3 separate regions of the Mus musculus genome follow, and regions 2 and 3 are each linked to region 1. Evidence: chromatin contacts called from public promoter capture Hi-C data. All regions are on one chromosome and are shown on one strand. Each heading gives the region's core, a stretch centred on a gene start, on an enhancer-like site or on the middle of the called end of the contact. The rest is flanking DNA. Distances are from core to core; before and after follow the strand shown. Region 1 holds the start of Afg1l (AFG1 like ATPase). Region 2 holds the start of Mfsd4b1 (major facilitator superfamily domain containing 4B1). Region 3 holds the start of Cdk19 (cyclin-dependent kinase 19).

Region 1 (4,597 bases), core at 705-3,204:
CTAGCCTCAGGATCAGCACCTGAGCCCTGGAACAGAGGGCCCCTTTGCTGTCTGAGAAAAGGCTTTCCCTTAACTATTAAGAGGGTTAAAACTGGCCTGGTGGTGGCACACGCCTTTAATCTCAGCACTCGGGAGGCAGAGGCAGGAGGATTTCTGAGTTCGAGGCCAGCCTGGTCTACAAAGTGAGTTCCAGGACAGCCAGGGCTATACAGAGAAACCCTGTCTCAAAAAACTAAAAAAAAAGAAAAGAAAAAAAAGAACTGAACCTATAGCTCTGTGGCAGAAGGGTGGCCTAGTGCACAGGAGACCTTGGGTTCAAAGCACAGTACTGCTGAAAATCAAGCCAAATCCTGCCCTTCCTGTCCTCATGGTCTCTCCCAAGGCTTCCTTCCTGCCTTTGTTTAAGCCAGCTTTGTAAATGAAACTTCAAACAAGAGGGGAAAAAGAAATAACCCTCCTGGGGTTATTTCTTGATGGCGGGTGTGGGGGGGGGGAGTAAAGAAAGGGGCAGAAACTGTAATCCAGACTCAATTAATGAGATTTATACTTCAGCATTTCTCTTGTTTATAAAATAGAAAGGAATATTTTTTACTTTACTTATTTTGTGTGTGTGTGTGTGTGTGTGTGTGTGCGCGTGCGCGCGCGCAAGAGAGGACAAGTGGTGGGTGTTGGTACTTCCCCTCTGCCATATGGGTCCTAGGGATTGAACTCAGGCTTGATAGCAAGGCCCTTTGCTAAGTGGGCCATGTAAAGCTCACAGTCTGGTATTTATTTCAATGACTGAGGGGGGAAAAAAACCTATCTTGAGACGATGAGAATCGGCATTTGCATATATATACTCTGTTAAATTATATCCGATTTTGAAGGTATATAAAGAAGCTCTTGGAGATGAGGAAAGGTGACTGAGGAAGACCATGAGAATAACGTCGTTCATTTGAAAATATCTGCTCATCAGACACCAATCACCATCCTACGTGCCAAGGAAATAAGGACACAGGGTTTGCTGTCTTTTGAGAAACCAGTCCAGTGAAGAGAGGTAAAATTAGCACTTCTGGGAAAGAGCAGCAGGAGGTTCTCAAGTTCGTGGCCAGCCTGTACCACACAGTGAGACCACGTGATTGTAATTTGGCTAACCACTCATTCACAGACACATGACAGTAGAACGAAAGAATCGAAGGTCAGGGGCAAAACAGATAAATGACAGACAAACAGACAAAGTGATGCCCTAGGAATTTAAGACTGCATCGAGAAAATGGGCGGGGAGGGGGCATAGGGTCCCTGACTGACATGACCATTAAGTCCATCACCAGCCTTAAGAGCCCAGATGGGTTGGGGTGAAAGGCTCCCCACACACCAACCCCATCTTGCTTACCCCCATCCCTCCAAGCCGGGCTCTTGCACACCTGCCCTCTCCAGGCCTGGGTTACCTGGGGAAGAACTGGGTTGGCCTCTGACCCTCAAATGGAAGTTACTCTGGGCAGCTGCCTGAGGCGCTCAGCGCTCTTTGGGGCAACGAGATGCAAAAGGTCAATAGACACGAACTCGTCTCTAGGATCCTTACAACTTGTGAAGCCACGGGTGCAGCTGGGAGGGATCAGACAGTGGGGTGACCCCAGGGCCTTGCGCGGCCCGCTCGTGACACGGTCACTGACCTTTCCACAGGGGTTTCCCAGGGCCAGGGGCCGGAGGAGGGATTGCGACGACCCGCGCCCCGCACCCAACACCTCTCCCAGTCAGCCGGCTGCGCGCGGCGGAGCGCAGAGTAACCAAGGGCGACCAGGAGGCCGCCATCTTGAGCTCCGTACAGGGAGGAAAACTTTATTGTAACCCAGAAGACGCGACGGAGCAGCCGGGTGCTGTGGCGCTCCAGGAGGCCACGCCTGAAAATGAGAGAGCGTTAAAGAGAGATGACCTCAAGCTTAGAAAGGCTGCAACGCCTGCCCTTCACGCCTTCCGGTGGGCCTTGGGACTACAAGTCCCGAGAGGCCTCGCGCCTTGAGGGGGCGTGTCCTGACAGTCGCGGGTGCGCCCCACCCCGCTGAGAGGCGGCTAGAACCAACTCTCCACCCCGCCCCCACTGAAACCCTAGTTCTCCAGGCCTGAGAAACCAATTGTAGCTTGTAGTAATAATCGTGAACCTTCTAAGACCGCATAATATGAAGGTGACCAAGAGGTATATATTATACCTCGTCCAATCTGCTATAATATAGCCTCAATTTACTTTTCTTTCGGTGTCCAACGTGTCTCTGAAGGGTACCTGAAATGTGTTTCTGCCACTTTCTGTTTGAGCTGTTGAGTAATAGAAATTATCTTCTATATAGCACATGTTTTCATGCTTTGAAGAAGCTTATAAGTGGGACAGGAAAGCCAAAGGGCCCAGACTGACAGCTGGTGGATGTGGCAGTCATGGGATGGTGTGACCACTTGAATTTGCGACTGCCCTCATTTGAGGCTGGCGACCCTTTGGCTAGATGAACGCTGCAGCTAAAGACAATAGTGGGATCAAGGAGAGAGCACTGTTGTGGAGGAGTACGGAGATTATATTTTTGTCTAGGTGTGTGTGTCCTATATTGAAAGCGATTCTTCTGGAGGCCAGAAGTGGGCATTGATCCCCCCAGAGCTGGCTGAGATTAAAGGCAGCTGTGGGCCACTCAACGTGGGTGCTACGAACCAAACCCTTGTCGGCTGCATAAGTTACACATTATTTAAACAGTTGAGCCACTTCTCTAGTCCATACAAGATTAACTTTTAACAAAAGACAAAGACCTTCCCAGGGGTTGTCGGGTGGTGTTCAGCTGATAGAGTGTTTGCCTAGTTAGCAGGAAGCCCAAGATTCACCAGTCTGGGAAGAAAAAGCACAAACAGCAATCCTAGCATTTGGGAAATGTAGACAGCAGGGTTAGAAGTCCAACTACATAGTTACATCCTTAAAAATAAATAAAACAACAACAACAACAACAAAAAAGTAAACCCTTCAACCGTGGATCATATCTAAAAGACCTGAACATTTAGCTGGGAATTATGGAAAACAAGAAAGTCTAGCATTCCTAGGAAGGAGGAAACAAAGTTTCAATTGTGTGACCAAAAAAGAGAACACTAAGAAGAATTCCAGGAAACCAAATTGTGGTCACCAGAAGAGGAATTCTGAAGAAACAGGAAATGGAAGGTGTAGTATGGCAGAGTAACTTCAAGCCTTTTCTCTGCTAATATGTCAAAGTATGTACCCACCCCGATGGGACTGAAGATAGTCTAAAGAGACACTTGTGTCTTCTTTCCCTTTGGCTATTGCACTACTGAAACAATGGCCCTAAGAAATCAAACTGCTCCCAAGAATCCCACGCTGGGACAAGGAAAAGGTTGAAGCCTGGTGCCAACCAGAAAAGGGAGAAGCTGGGCTCCCGGAAGTGACGTCACACGGTTCAGACAGTGCAGAACCAGCTTGTAGGACACACTGGAGCTGGGCAATGGTGGGCCAGTGATGCACAGGTCACACCTGACCTGGACGGCTGAGTTGTTGTACCTCTTTCCTACGACTTAAACCCAAGCTTCCAGTCAGGATCTCAAAGATGGATTTGGATCTCTCTCTCTCTCTCTCTCTCTCTCTCTCTCTCTCTCTCTCTCCCCCCTCCCTCCCTCCCTCCCTTCTTCCCTCTCCAAGCTCTGACCAGAACAACCGTATCTGCTGATGTACACATCCAGTCTTGGAACTCTAGCTCCATAGACCAGGCTGGCCTTGAACTCAAAGAGATCTGCCTACCTCTGCCTCCTGAGTGCTAGGATAGAAAAAGTGTGCCGCCCCGCTCGCTGCCTGGCTGAAGCAACCTGTTTTTAAATTTTTTTTAGGTTTATGAGTGTTTTGCCAGCATACATAGCTATGTATCACATGTGTGCCTAGTACCTAAGGAGACTGGAAGAAGGCACCAAATCTCCTGGAACTGAAGATGGATGGTTGCGAGCCTCTGCATGTGTATTGGGAGTTGAACCCAGGTCCTCTTGACAGAGCAGTCCATGTGCTCTTAACTGTTCCGCTGTCTCTCCTGCTCACAAGCTGGTTTTTTTAAAAAGGTCTTCCACTACCCAGAACTGAAATAAATAAATAAGTCTCACACAGCACTCCCAATTTTATATTCTCGTCTTATATAAAATTATAATTTCACACAACACTGCCAATTTTATGTTCTCCACAACACTCAACACCATATGGTACCTACTGTATAGTCTACACACTACAGAGCCTGAACTGAAGGTGCTGTGCACAGTAGGTAAACAGTGACACTTCAGCCTCAGACCACAACACTGTGCGTTGCTAGGTGATTAGTTTATTATCTGCTCTTCCAAGAACTGAGGCTCCCTGTGCTTGGTATGCTCACAGCTGTGTCCCCAGACCTGGAATCACGTCTAGCTTATAAGGATTTTTTTTTTAAACTGAAAGAGTAATTTCAGTAAAAATACAAAGTGTACTGTTTAAAGGACCTGAGGGGTTGTTACGGAAAACTGGAAAGTGTTGCAGAGTCACCCATGATTCTTAATGCCACTGCTGGGAAGGGGACATGGAGGGAGCCCAGCATCCACACTGGAGAATGTGGGGTGTGTGGTC
Region 2 (4,597 bases), core at 661-3,160, 2.5 Mb before region 1:
TAAGTTTATTGAGCACCTATTGCATGAAGTGTATTGTTTGATCTTGGTCCATTTCAGTGTCTTGGCACTATCCTCTTAGGGGCTATCGTAACTGACTCCGGGTATACTGTATTACCTCAAGAGTCATGAATGTTTTTCTGTACCCATAGAAACTTATGTAACAAAACATGAGGAAAGCTTAAAGAACTATGAAAAATAACCTGCCATTGACATTTTCAATTCCACAAATGGACCAAATAGAAAGAGACTCTTGGGTAGGACACTGTAACTGACCTTAACGTCAACAAACTACAAACTAAGACAAAGTTCAGGAGAAAGGGACTGAGCAGACAGGCACTCAGCCCACTAGGCTGCCACTGCCCAGAAATGGGCAACAGTGATAACTGACCTACTATCAAAATCTGCTCCTTCTGAACTTGACTTTCTTGTTCTGTCTTTAAGTCCTGACTCAGATGTTCCTGCAACATCACTTTGTATAAAGAAGAAGCAAAAATGAACTTTTCCAGCTTTTTCTTTTTAATAGGAGTAACAAGACCTACAGGCTAATAAATTGGAACTTAGAAGAAATCCCTTAACTAAAGCTTCTAATTGACTTACATTTCAAGAACTACCGATTCTAATTGTACCATTGTGCTCCAAAGTTAATTGTGCACCTTACCTAGACAGCATTGGTACGAACCAGAGTGAGCGCAGGTTCGCAATAAGTAGCTCACACACGAAGAGTGAAAACACTTCACGTCTTCCAAAGACTCAAAACCCAGCCCAGGGAGCGAGCGCTCAGTAAGCATCTGCAGGGATTTCTTTATCCCGTCCCATTAGTACAATCTAAGAAATGAGTGTGGCTCAGAGTCTAGAAGAGAGTAAGCTATTCTCCTCTGGGGACTCACCCTCTCGACCCTGTTGGCCTACAACCATGAAGTGATAGGGAATGGGGAGCTTTGCCACAAACACTGAATTGGGGGTAGCTCCAGGATCTGTAAAAAGCGCATACAGCCTTGTACTTTGCTCCATGAAAATCACTTATACAATGGAAGTTAGTTTGAAGAGGGCTGTACCAGAGTAAGGGCTGCGCTTGACTCAACCGCTTAAACATTTGTATGAACAAGAAAAAGTCATTTTGCTCTTGCCATTATATCTGTAAAATCTGTAAAAATCAAGCAGTTGGTGTAATTTAATCAAGCCACTAGAAAGAGAGCCCCCACCCCAGCCAAGTATTTCTCTGTATAATAATTAAGGTGTAGGGGACAGTGGCTACAGATCCTGGCATTCTCTTTTTTTGTCTCCCTAGTACTAAGAGGAGCCCTACAAAGATAGATTGTAGGGGGAAATCATGTTAGGCAAAAATCACCCGCGCTCTTGACAGTGACCCTCGGTGATTAGAATAGTGCCTATGTGTTAAGCGGATGAAACTGAAGCCCCAGCGATCAAGGTCACACAACATGCAGGCAGCGAATGTGAGAGTCCAGCTGGGAAGGGCAGGTCCCCTGCAGGAGGCTCGCGCCCCAGCCTGGGAGGGGTGCAGCCTCGGCTCTCACCAGCCCCAGGAAGGCGGCATACATGACCGCGGTGGAGAACCAGCGCAGCACGCTCCTGGTCCGGCCACTCCGCCGGGAAGCCACCGTGGCCTGCTCGCTCTCCGCCCGGGTCTCCGCCTGGTGGAGCCTCTGTGCCGCAGCCACCGGCCCGACGCTCCCGGTCTTCACGTCCAGCTCCAGCTTGGCGGCTGCGGAGAGCTACTGGGGGCCGGTGCACCCTCTGGGGCTCGGCACTCAGGCTCCTCCAGTCTCCGAGGTCCCTCCTGATAGCACTGTCCCCAGGGACCGTCCTGACTCAAGACCTCCGGCGGCTGGACTTCGACCCTGGCCCCAGCTGGCCACCGAGTTATGTTCACTCTCCATCTTGCAGAATCGTGGCGGTTCCCGTGACAGAGTCAGGCCACTAGCCAACCTGGAGTCAAACCGGAAGTCATGGTGGTTGCCTAGGAAACGGAGCTCAGCGCGTGTTAGAGCTGCTACTGCAGCCTAGCTACTGCTTCTATAAAGTGTGCTGCTAACTCTTGAGGGAACACGCCAGTGCTAGCTGGGAGGTCGTCTTTACACGCCCCACCCCTACCCTCCGTCCACACCTGAGCTTTCCAGGTCTTTTATTCAACTTTCAGGCTAGTGATACCTGCTGAAGCTCCGGAATAGGCTCCTGGAGCCACATCAATCCTCCCCACGCTCCTTTCTCACCTTAGCCCGGGTGTCCAGAGAGAATCCAAGCACAGAGAGAACATACAGTTCCCCAAGATCAGTCAGCAATCACGGGCCTAGTCAACGGCCAAATAGCTCAAGACACATGTGTGGGTTCAAATTTGTGGTTTCAAAAGCACGGCAGTTCAAATTTCCACAAATGATTAGAGCCTGGCAATGCCTGAGAAAGGCTGTACAGCTGTCGGGATTTGTTCCGTTTGCTATACTCAAGTTACACAACAATGTAACTTTATCATCTATCTGAAAAATGCTCTTTCCACCTGAAAACCTCCTTGATCTCTGTATTACTGATCACTTATACCGAGAAAAACATTCTTTCATAAGATGGTCAAGAAGAAAGCTGGAAGAATGTTTTGTTTTGTTTAAAACAAACAAACAAAATCAACCATGTTCCTGTAAATTATCCACTTGGAGAAAACCTGACTTCTGTTAAAGGTTGCTTATTATCTGATAAATTTTAATTTTAATTACAGAACAAGTCATTATGTTTAATGGCATTTTAAAAAGGCTAAAAGTTTGTAATCTGTGATGTCATTTAATCTAGTAGATATTGACATACCAGAACATGCTGACCACTCAGGTCACTGAGAAAATCAGGAAAATAAAAAATACGACAAAAAGACAAAATGTTACTGGCCTGTAAAAGAAACATTTATTTCCTCATGATGGGATGGGATGAAAAGAGAGCCATACACAGCTGTGCGAATACACAGCTTGGGCTGAGCCCACGGATTTCCGTTCTCTGTTCTATGTATCCCTAGCCCTAGGCCTGGAAACTTTTAGCCTAGATACAATCTAATCTAGAATGCTTTAGATTTGCTGCTGCATAAACTCACCCTTTCCAGTTCTTTCTGAACTCTGGCTGGCTGGTTCAACTCAGCTCTTCTGGCTCAAACTCCTCTCCAAGCTGACTGATTCAATCTGGCTTCTCTCAGCTTCCCACTGATTCGCTCTGCTTGGCCTCTAACAATTTGGCAATTTGTTCTAATCTTCTGGCTCCTTATTTTCTGGCTCTGCTGGCCTGCATGCACTGCACAAATGGAACGGAACTCATGAATGAACTCTGCTGAACTCAACTGCACTGCAGGAGTTGAACGGACTAAGCTGATTCACTCCCTCTGGCCCAGCCCCAGTCTCTTCGATGCTCCTTTCCTGTCAGTTGGGTGCATCCTATCTCTGGCTCATTCTGTCAACTCTTTCTCTGATTCATCACTTTGTCTGTCCCTCAAGTAGATGTCATTGATTGGGATTAAAGGTGTGCACTAAAGACAGGTTTGTATTCCGGTCAGAGGGATTAAAAGTGTGTCCTCCAGGCAATTCACACAGACCTGTTCTTTTCCTTTCCTAAGCTAATGTGATCTCTGGCCAGAGCAGCCATGTTGCTGGATTAAAATTCCTCTACACTGGCCCTAAGCAGGATAAAATAATTTTTAAGTGAAAACAAACTGATTCTAACTTACTCATAAAGCCTAACTTGAGAATTATAACTCACAGTATCAGATTTAGGATTGAAAGTTATCAGTCTCTTATAGATAAATATAAACATAGACTCTTAAAATTCAGGTTTTTAAAAATCTCTAATTCAGAGTCTTCTGTCTTTTTTAAAAATCATTCTAAAGATAGCTCACCCTCACACTCCACTGTCCCTCTCCCAACAGTCCACCCTGAGCTGGGACTCCCTGATACCTCTGGTCTGTGCATGCTCAGCTGTCTATGGATCTCCCAGACAATTCTGTCAGCTCCTCCAGCCATGGCTTTGGTCTAAGACTCAGTATTCAAGTCTGTCGAGACTTTATTTTCCACAGGCTGAATACCAGCACTCAAACCATCATCCCTGGTGATGGCTTACTTTGAAATCTTAAAATCCAGCTTTCCCTCACCTGAGCTGCTGTGGGGTCTATGGCACCTCCATGACTGCCTCAGTGGTAAGCCCACCGCTTGATGGCATGGTGTTTTCTCCACAAAATTAAATAACTCTAGCTTCCTTAACCTGTTAACAAAATGGTTACATATGTTCTCTGACAGTTTCATACGTGACTAGTGCAGGATGTTTGGCCTCACCCCCACCCTCTCTTATCTTCCTCCTTCTTTGTCACACTCCCCCCTCCCCCGTCCCTTTCTCCACATTCATGTCTTTTAGTTTTGTATTGTGGCCCAATGATTTTAACCAGGACTCTCTGTAGCCACAGAGTTGGAGCTATCATTTAGAACATCGTGGGCTCAGTTTTCTTCTCTCAAGTTACTCATTTCTACACACACACACACACACACACACACACGATTTCTCACATCTTGGGGGGAAAGGCACATACCACTTACAGCCATTGGTTCATTTTCTTCCATTT
Region 3 (4,597 bases), core at 1,066-3,565, 2.1 Mb before region 1:
AGACAGGGTTTCTTTGTGTAGCCCTGGCTGTCCTGGAACTCACTCTGTAGACCAGGCTGGCCTTGAACTCAGAAATCCAACTGCCTCTGCCTCCCAGGCAGAAGGATTTTTTTTTTTTTAAATACACAGACTGATTACATTTCTTCTTAGCTCAAATGTGTTTGATAAGCAGTGTAGTGGCACCTACTTGTAACTGCAGAGCTTGTGAGTCTTAGGCAGGAGGAGCCTGAGTTTGATGGGTTAGTGTGATCCTGAAACAGACTAACAAACTTAAAAAAAAAAAAAGTTTTATTTATTTAATGTATATGAGCACATTGTAGCTGTACTGATGATTTACTTATTTAATGTATATGAGCACACTGTAGCCATCATATGCTTGCCGGGAATTTGAATTCAGGACCTCTGCTCCCTCCGGCTGACCCTGCTTGCTCCAGCCCTACTTAGTTTGGCCTAAAGATTTACTTATTGTTGTATCTAAGTACACTGTAGCTGTCTTCAGACTCAACAGAAGAGGGCGTCAGATCTCATTACGGATGGTTGTGAGCCACCATGTGGTTGCTGGGATTTGAACTCAGGACCTTCAGCTGGTGCTTTTAACCACTGAGCCATCTCTCCAGCTCGTGAAGAACTTACTACTTACAGAACAGTGAAACATAAAACCAACGAGCATGACTCACAGTTTGACACCTCCTTATTTGCTTGTCTTATCCATTCCTTCTTTCTAGCTTAATCTTGCAGGACTCAAACTGGTTGCTTTCTCCTAATGTATCATTTTGTGACCGGGGCGCAGGCTGTCCTGCCTGCAGCTTTATGGTCTCTGTTCTCTCACTTCCTCAAGGCCCTGTTCGTTCTTTACATTTAAGCTCATGGTGCTTTCTTCATGACGGCTACCCACCTAGCCTAACAGTCATCCTGCCGATTTTATCACTGTGCCTTGTGCCTTACAGTTCATATTATAGATGTACGCACGGGAGTCCTACACAATGAAATCGAAAGGCCTGATGATTGAAGCTCATGACATACAGAGAGGAACAAGAATTGGAAGTTTTAGTAGGTATTGGAGATAAATGAAGGAGAGGGAAGGAAATAAAGAGGAAATAACAAGTCGATTCTTTGTTTAGATGGTCTCCCCAGCAATAATGTTGTCTATGGATAGCTTAGCTGCCTTTTTGACACAGACACCTTATCAAATTTCCCTTTTAAATTTAATCTTGTTATAAAATGCTGCCTTTTATTTTAGGTAGTGGAAGAGAGCTGAAACGCGCGTGTCGAATGGATCTCAATTTCTTTTCGGTTTAAAAGCCATCAATATGCAGTGGGTCACATTTTTAGTAAGGCACTTTCTAAGTTCTTACAGTACTACTTTGAGGTGATGGGTTCTGAGCCTCAGACACCATAACGAATCAACGTCATGAGCAAGATAAATACCTTAAACCCCTAGGTGAGCCTCGCCATTACTGTAAAACACGCTTTACTACCCAGCAAAAACGATTGTTTTTAAAACGCTGCATTTTTGCAATCTTCCAAGCGCTTTAATTGTTCTCAGACAGATGGCTAAAGCTAGGCTACCGCACCCGCATATGTTAGGATAAAACCGACTAGAGCGCCAAGAAAAAGATGATTGGCTGTGGGCCGTAGAAGTTACACGGTTCCCCTAGCAAGAGCTGGGAAACCGCTGAATCTTCAGGTTTTGAAATACGGTTTTTGCATCGTAAAGAAAGAAGATTAACCTATCAGGAAGAACCGAGCACATCCAATTACCAATCAAGAGCGGGAAAACAGCCAAAGCCGGAGATAACCAGGCACCAAAGCGGACGTCACTCTTCAGTCTCTGCCAATAAGCCGAGGCAAGGGGCGGGGCAACCAGAGGATCAATTGCCCAAGAAAACAAACAATGTGTAGTACAACTGTCTAAACCCCAGTCCTAAGCTCCGGATGCGCCGGAATGAGCTCTAGAGCAAGGCTCTCGTGAGGTGCTTCCCGCTTTTCTAGCCTAATGACAGTCAGGGCCGGGTATCTACTTCCTAGCTCAGCAAAGGTGTCCTTCCCGCCAGCTCCCACGGGCTCGCAAAAATCCCGCTGCAACTTTGCGCTACAGTTTACAGGAACAGCAGTCGCGCGCTGAGGGGGTGGGGCGGCGGCAGAGCGCAGGCGTACATGCCTTGTGGAGGCGTGGCCCAAAAGGCCCCAGGAACTCTGGGAACTGTATTCCCCGCTCCCGAGGAGGTAGCACAACTCACGAGCCCTCTTGAACTACATTTCCCAGAATGGCTCGCGACCTTGGGGCGGGACGCTTGGTTCCTTAATGAGTTCGAGAAAGCCGCGGCGCGGCCCACCAGGTTCCAAAACAAGGAAATGAAGGGAGGAGGCGGGACTGTAGATGCCTGCGGGAGCCGCCGCCGCCGCCGCGGAGGAGGAGGAGGCGGAGGAGGTGGCTGCCGCGGCCGCCGAGGAGTCCCTTGCTGAAGGCGGACCGCGGAGCGGCGGGCGGCGCGCGCGCGCCCGAGCGACGGCTGTTGGAGAAGTGGAGCGGCGGCGGTGGAGGAGGGACTGAGTGGCGGCGGCCCCCGCGTCCCGGTTTCTCTATGGGGGAAGCAGACAATGGATTATGATTTCAAGGCGAAGCTGGCGGCGGAGCGGGAGCGGGTGGAGGATCTGTTTGAGTACGAAGGGTGCAAAGTGGGACGCGGCACCTACGGGCATGTCTACAAGGCGAGGCGGAAAGATGGGTAAGAGCGCGAGCGGGGAGTGGGCTCGTCCCGTCCCCTCCGCTGCGGAGCCCCGGAGGGCTGGGTGGGTCGGAGCTCCCGGGACGAGGCGGCGTGGGTCGCAGAGCGACGTCCCGGGGCTAACTCGGAGGCACTGGTGCTGCCGCCCCCCGCTGGCCGGTCGCGCCCCTCGAAGTCGTACGGCGCAGCCCCGTCGGGGGCGTCGGTCCCGCCTGGAGTCGCGGCTGCGTGATTAACAGCGGGCGGCGGGTGGAGACCGCGCCTGGAGGTGGAGTTTAGGGGTCTGGTCCCCGGGGACCCTCCGGAGGGCTTGGCTGAAGAGTTACCGGTTTGGCCCTGTGCTGGTGACGGTAGTGGTGGAACTTCCAATCGGCGCAGCGCCTTCCCGGGGCGGCGGTTTGAAAGCTCGCGGGGGCGCCTCCTGTCTGGTGGCGCAGCGCTTGGGGTCCTGGCTGGCCCCTTGGGTCTGACTTCCTTGCCAACCCAGACTTCATCTCTGATGTTTACCTGGGGACTTCCCGATCCTGCTCCCGATTCCCACATTTTAATATTCTGAATTCAGCACTCTGAAGGTGGACCCTGGAGAGAGATAAATTGTATATTACAAGATTTAAGTGTTCTCTGGTTGCTTATCTTTCCTGCCTCTTGGCTATCTTAGGTATAAGATATATCTTGGCTATCTAATTCCCCCCAACCCCCTTTAAGATAGGGTATCTGTGCGCCCTGCTTGGCCTGGAACGGAGAGATTCGCCTGCCTCTGCTAATCAGGTACTATCATTAAAGGCGTATGCCACCAAACCTGGTCCATTTCTCTTTTCTTCAGGAAGAAATCTTGATTTCTTCAAGTTCTTAGCCTCTGTCAAATGGCTGTGAGCTTTGGTAGTGTTTATTGAGAACCTAGACCACCAAGAACAGAAAACGGAGTGACAGGCTTGAGCCTGGATTGCCGTTTCCTTAGTTGAGGGGATCTGTAGGAATCTCTTGGGAAGTCTTTATGGATTGTTATATCAGTAAAAGACAAGTTGATAAAGCATCGAGAATGTCCCCTTCGGGCCGGTGGTCAGACTGGCTTGTAAGAGCTGGCCCGGTGGAACCAAACTTCAGGCCTGGGAATGGTGAGTTTAAAGCCAGTTGTCACCTTGGCTCCTTTCTGGAAGGAATTCCTTTCCCTTAGGTTCTGTAACTTAGACTCAAACGATTGTCAGACTATACAAAAGGGAGACTTAAGGATTGTGATGGGGCATTTTTGATAAGCCGGATTATCACCATACCTCAGATTTAAAGTGCTCCTTGGGGCCCCTCCTTCCCAGTGCTGTGATTTGATAATGTTGGTGAGGCGCTCCCGCATCAAAGTAAGCAGTGCTCGAGCTACTTTTCTAAGAAGAAAGCCAGAGCACAGTCGTACCAAGTGTCTCATACTCAGTACCTGGAAAGTTACAGGTACTGTCCAGAACTCAAGGATGATGGTTAATCGCTATTGCAGGTAGACCTGTCTAGGCCAAGCTACTCAGTTGTCTGAGCTGTTTCTTTTAATTACCACATGTCCTCGAGTGCACACCAGGGGCTGGAGGGTACTGTAATTGACTTGCACTCTGTTTTTGGCATAGCCACTCTCCTGATTAAATTGATATTCCAGTGGGACTCTTCACAGGGCTGTTTGGGGAAAGCAAATCCAGTGCTGTCATTTGGACACTGTGGTTCCATTGTTGGGCTGGATTTTCCCGTATCCCCAGGGACTGTGCTAACGTTGTGATACATGTCATCTAGAATACACAAAGTTTTCATTAAAAATATCTTAAAATATTTTCATTTGCCCTGAGTCTTTGAGAACTTTAACAATTCTGTTTCTGAGTCACATAGACTAGATG

Evidence for each region. Promoter capture Hi-C pulls out the DNA fragments that hold promoters and counts their contacts. Capture Hi-C pulls out chosen DNA fragments and counts their contacts.
Region 2: a promoter capture Hi-C map of liver shows a contact between it and region 1, with 3 times the contacts expected there. The contact joins the promoter of Mfsd4b1 here to the promoter of Afg1l in region 1.
Region 3: a promoter capture Hi-C map of adipose tissue shows a contact between it and region 1, with 3 times the contacts expected there. The contact joins the promoter of Cdk19 here to the promoter of Afg1l in region 1. A contact is called at or near these places in 3 of 39 promoter capture datasets (erythroid cells and liver) and 2 of 9 other capture datasets (adipose tissue and liver).

What each region holds. Positions count from the first base shown.
Region 1 is chr10:42,476,611-42,481,207 of GRCm38.p6, forward strand. It overlaps Afg1l (AFG1 like ATPase), which reads right to left and starts at 1,955. Exons shown (of 13, transcript NM_145743.2): 1 at 1,653-1,955. The coding sequence starts at 1,791.
Region 2 is chr10:40,023,358-40,027,954 of GRCm38.p6, forward strand. It overlaps Mfsd4b1 (major facilitator superfamily domain containing 4B1), which reads right to left and starts at 1,911. Exons shown (of 4, transcript NM_144821.4): 1 at 1,536-1,911. The coding sequence starts at 1,559.
Region 3 is chr10:40,346,993-40,351,589 of GRCm38.p6, forward strand. It overlaps Cdk19 (cyclin-dependent kinase 19), which reads left to right and starts at 2,316. Exons shown (of 13, transcript NM_001168304.1): 1 at 2,316-2,729. The coding sequence starts at 2,602.